2 separate regions of the Zea mays genome follow, and region 1 is linked to region 2. Evidence: chromatin contacts called from public Hi-C data. All regions are on one chromosome and are shown on one strand. Each heading gives the region's core, a stretch centred on a gene start, on an enhancer-like site or on the middle of the called end of the contact. The rest is flanking DNA. Distances are from core to core; before and after follow the strand shown.

The links. Hi-C and Micro-C count contacts between places; a contact is called where the count stands out from the background.
Region 1: a contact with region 2 is called in a Hi-C map of ear, with 2.1 times the contacts expected there. The contact joins the promoter of LOC541928 here to the promoter of LOC100274437 in region 2. A contact is called at or near these places in 3 of 25 Hi-C or Micro-C datasets (ear, endosperm and leaf).

The regions. Positions count from the first base shown.
Region 1 is chr2:164,586,300-164,588,999 of Zm-B73-REFERENCE-NAM-5.0, reverse strand. LOC541928 (alpha-amylase/trypsin inhibitor superfamily) reads right to left here and starts at 1,262. Exons shown (of 1, transcript NM_001111591.1): 1 at 479-1,262. The coding sequence starts at 1,177. The coding sequence ends at 620.
Region 2 is chr2:164,437,908-164,440,738 of Zm-B73-REFERENCE-NAM-5.0, reverse strand. It overlaps LOC100274437 (Ribosomal protein L22p/L17e-like), which reads left to right and starts at 1,377. Exons shown (of 6, transcript NM_001148796.1): 1 at 1,377-1,582; 2 at 1,700-1,775; 3 at 1,954-2,109; 4 at 2,654-2,764. The coding sequence starts at 1,395.

The sequences.
Region 1 (2,700 bases), core at 13-2,512, 150 kb before region 2:
AGAGAGCATCGCCGTAGGTACGCATCGTAGTGATTGGTGACCGAATCAGCGCCAACAAAATTCTAGGTGTGATAGATATGTGATCAGCAATGACGGCTGCAAAGTCCCCTCATGCTGCCAAGCAAAACACTGGTTGCAACCTGTGTACCCCCAAATTCTGTTCAAACAAATCTTCAACTGGCCCTATATATAAAAAAACAAATCTTCAAAACTGGTAGCTTGCATCCTCCAGATTTCTGTTTCACAAGACTCCATTTCAGCAAAAAGCACACAAATGCATTATATATACATCAATTGGCAGCTTTTGGCTTCACCTTAATTTCTTATGTTCCACTTCACATTTCCATTTAATTAGAGGAAGGACCGGTGAAGTAAATCGCTCACATTTTCTCATGCACGTTGGGAGATCAGATCTTTGCTTGCATTGGATGGGGACGAGCCTAGCTACTTCCAAGTATAACAGGAATCGTTAATTATATCACAAGAACAAATCCGGATCCCCTTTAATTATTGTTCCGGATGAACGATCCGAGAAATGCATTCATCTTCTTGCTGTGCTTATTATTCAGACATATGAGCTAGCTACAAGCTCATTCCTCATGCACTATGCTCTTCGCAGTTACTTGGAGGGCATCGTTCCGCCGCCGAGAATCCAGGGGCATTCGGCGACGCCGCTGATGGTGGCCAGGTTGCACTCGGCCTCCGTGACGAGGGTGGCGGCGAATCCCCTCTGCACCTCCCGCGGGCAGCCCGGCAGGTCCTCTAGGCGGCCCTCCAGCTGCGCGTCCGGGCCCGGCGGGATCGCGCCGTCCATGAGGATGCTCAGCGCCGTGCACCGGCAGTACGCCGGGATGTCCGCCAGCTCCCGGCAGCATCTCCTCTTCAGCTCCGGCCACGGGAGGCGCGGCCCGATGCCGCAGGTCCGGCTGGTCACGTACCAGCGGCAGCTCGGGAGCGGGTTGTGCGGGATGGCCCACCCCGGCACGCAGGAGGTCCCGGCGCTGGCGCTGGCAGCCGCGAGCACGGAGAGCAGGACGGCGGCTGCGAGGATGAGGCGGCGGTGGCTGCTGCTAGACGACGACGCCATTAATTCCCCTGTCGACGGCCTCTCGATGGATTTCTTGGTGCAATTTGCGTTGGTGACTTGGAAGATGGAGGAGCACCATGTGAGTGGCATGTATTTATTGAGAAAGAAAGACACGGAAGAAGCTAGGCTGGCATGGCAAGTGATATACGTATGAGCTGCTTGATGGAGTCTTCTCGAACTGAAATTTGGACGATGACAATGATGAGTTGGAGCTTTATTTATGGGGATGAATCATATATAATATGGCAGTATGTGTAACTATAGTTGGCAGAAAGCACGAGGATACACCGGTACGGGGCACGGCGTTTGAGCCCGCGTACGAGCACGTTCCGGCAGAGGCCACACCACATTATCGTGCCCGGGTGCCAGTGCAGCATGGTAAAAACAAGAAATGGTACTAGCTAGACTCAAATTCACTACTCATTTTTAGAAATTGAAATTTACTTAATAAAATAACATTTTTGGCTTGGAATTTGATATTCCACCACTTTTCAATGTTCAAATATATACGTCCATCTCAAATTTATGAGGTGAAGAATGAAAAATGATTTCATGTATCGGTAGAATATGTTTATACTCTGCAACTTATAGGACGCTCTTCGGCTCACTTCTCTAGTCCTCTATAGTACAAATATAGCATATAAATATCTCCGACATCTTACTAATAATAGCATACAAATATATTTTGCATAAAATTGTATTGGCTTAATTGATATATATATGTGTCTAAATTACTATTATTATAATGGAATTCAATTCTAAAGATCCAAACGGGCCTACATTTATTTGCTAATCTATTTATTTTCTTAAGCTGTGCACCGGGTATCAGTGGTGGAGCCAGGATTTCTCTAAGTATAGAGCCGGATATAACACTAAAAAATATTCATACCGACTAAAAATTTTAAATCGCAAAAATACATAGATAATGCCACGCATGAACTTTATTTGGATACAATAATTGTAATTAAAATAAAATTGGCTTAAATAAACGGTTAACTAATTAAAAATAATGATAGATCTTCGTCTCTATAACCAATTTATCAATTATTTGGGTGGCTTTCATTAGCAAAATGATACTTGTTTACATCACCAGCAGAAAAATTAAAGAAGAAAAAAGGATGTTTGATTTATTCGAAGTTAATGTTCTCATTCCTCAAGCAGATTTTAGGCGGAGATTTTAGCAAATCTTCTGAAGTATCCATATACAATACAATATCTCTAAATACTACGCAATTGGCTGGCTGCCTACTGGCTGCAGTCCACAGCCTCTGGGCGCCTGCTTGCCACGCTAACTGCGCCCGCCTACACGCCATGAGAATTTCCACGCTAAACTGCATGTTGTGCGGCTGCTTGCCTGCCTGTACGCCACGCTTCACGCCACACCACTCGTGGCTATTTCTCTTCTAACCTTAGTTGGCTAGTCCAAAAGTAGGGCACATGCCCTAGTGGCTATAGGCCTATCTCAGCCCCTGACGGTATATTTCTAGCAAGCTTTGCCCCCGCGTTCTGCCTGCTAGCCGTAATGTGTTTGGACAGTGTACTAGGCACGTTGGATCGGCACGAACTGACTTATTTTATTTTTCCAAGATTTTATATTAAACACTCTAAATAAA
Region 2 (2,831 bases), core at 128-2,627:
ACGGGAGGGAAGGGAGCGGATCTGGTGATCCGTGGTAACGTAGTTCTCAACAAAAAGGTGGTATGCACATCAACAACTTGGCATACAGGCTAGGGATGAAAACGGTTTCGGAATTTTTCGGAATTCTGGAAACCGTTTTCGATTTTTTTCGATCGGAATCGTCGGTATCGGTATTTCTCGAAATCTGAATCGGTCATCGGAATTTTAGATCGGAATCAGTACATCCCTTTACCGACCGTTTTCTTCGGTTACCGTTTTGGATCGGAATTTACCGAATTCAAAATTCGGAATTTACCGAAACTCATGGCCCAGCCCAATTTCTAAAATTTAAATTCACAACTCATGGGCGGCCATAGGAGCAAGCAGCCCAGCAGGCCACCACAACCCATCTGCCGTCGGCCACCACAGTCCACTTCCAGTCTTCCGTCGCCCTCGCCCAGGCACAACCCCATGCCCGCACAGCAAGCACTACAACCCACTGGCTACTGCCGCACAGCAAGCCCACTGGCCACTGCCGCACAACAAGCCCCACGCATTGCACTTGCCCTGCACTCGGCGAACATAGGACACACTGCTAGGTACTACCATACTAGAAGTTTAGAACACCGTAGTCCACCGTTGAAGCTACAGGAAACAAATGGTAGATAATTTTTATGCGCTGAAAATGCTTACCGGTTTTTTTAATGATTAGTCACATTGATGCTTTACTGAGTGCCATATCATGGGCTTTAAAGTACGTGGGGTGTTCATATAAAATACTACGGAGTAATAACACATATCCAAAACATGTGTTATCCAAAACAGGTGTTCGCTCAAACAAAAAATCCGATAAAAAAGGTTACTGATTGTATTGTGTTATCCAAAACATGTGAATTTGTGTTTTTGTGATATTTGTAAACTTTGTTGTATTGTGATATTTTCATATTGATATGGTTACCGATTGTATTTTAGATTCCGACCGATACCGATGTTTTTTTTACCGAACTTCCGTTTTCGATGATTCCAAAATACCGATGTCGTTTCCGTTTCCGGAATTACCGTTTCCAATTTCGTTTCCGATAAAAAATATGAAAACGGTAACAGTTTTAATGTTTTCCGATCGTTTCCGACCGTTTTTATCCCTATTACAGGCCACTCACGCACACAGACTAGGCCTATGACCCCACATTGTCCTTAGGGCTTATGCCCATAACAAATGGCCAGCCATCAATGCCGCCGCTTGCCGAGCAAGAAGGCAGACTAGATGGAGTATTGGGCCGCAAGTAAAAATGGGCCTGCAAGTCCAGCGTGCTGCACGGTTAGACGAGGAGCAGCCTATGCCGGCCCTAAACCCGTGTCCCCCTCGTTTCCGCTCTTCTGCTCCTCGCGCCGCCGCAGCGACCCGACGACAGGTAATGGCTTCCGCCGCGGTGCTCCGGAACGCCGGATCTCGCCGCCTCTTCTCCTACCCCACCCTCCGTGCTGCTGCAATCTCGGGACCCGCCGTGCTACCAGATGCGCCCGTGGCGGCGTCGGTGGCGGCCCAGCCGCCCCCGCTGGCCTGGACACTCTGGGCGATGTCCATGGCCACCTTCACACGCACGTGAGTACTCCTTGGTTCAGATTCGTTCCATGCACACTACACTGTTCGAAGCTATCCATTTTCATGGATTCCTTTGCTTCGTGTGATTCACATTCCAACCCGGATCAATCTGCGCAGGAAGCCCCATGTGAACGTCGGCACCCTTGGGCACGTCGATCACGGCAAAACCAGTCTCACTGCCGCTATTACCAAGGTTCGGTGCGTTAGACATGATCATCCTTCAATTATGATGGCTATTCCACTCCGATTAGGGATACTAATTTTGTTTTCCCTGGATTACTTGGTCGATCAAAACACACCAAGCTGAATTTGCAGGGAGTATTTAAGTGTCTAGAGTAACTATTTACATGGACCTCGGCACTTTGTTTCAGGGAATATCAACTACAAGGAATTTGCTTGCAGATGATGCTATGGTGCCTATCTCCTCTCCTTTGACTCCTCCACTAGGTGACAGTGAAGAAACTGACAAAAAGGGGGCTGTGGTAAAACGCCTAAAGGTCCAAGCCATAAAAAAAGATATCAAACAGGTAAACCAACACTGCAGAACCAGTTATTATTTTGCTTGTATGAAACAGCTATCAATTTGCTATTTGAATTGACAGCATATCTATGAATGTGTAGACAATCATAAATTAGCTGTACTTGGCTATTTTATGCATGTGTGTTTCTCTGGAATAGTGAATTATGGCTTCGTGAGATTTCAATGCTTCCGTAATACAAATTCCTAAACTGCTGTTGCTGAGTGCTTGTTTGTACAAATTCGGCTCAGATTGAATTACTAAACACTTGATAATGATACTAAGCATATATAGTGACAAAGATAGTGTTTGGTTTAAGTAATCATTCCATTCAAAATGAGGTGGTGCATCATAGATCCATTCATCAAATTTGGTGGGATGACTCCATTCCTCATATTAGTATTAACTAATTAACTCATTCCTCAAACCAAACACCCTAAAAGAGGAGGAACGCTGTACAGATTTCATTAACTCGTATATTGGGCATTCTGTAATCTATTGTCATCAAGAGATCTATGCATCTTATGTTTCTGAAGCCTTCTGGCTATTTTAGAGTCCCAAGAAGGTGAATCTAGTAGCAAAGCTGGTTCGAGGTATGCGTGTAGAAGATGCCCTACTGCAGCTGCAAGTGACTGTTAAAAGGGCTGCCAAAACCGTTTACCAGGTCCGTGCTTGTGGAACTCTTAACCATTCAACTGTTTCCTATGATAGCGCAAAATGACCGAGGACAC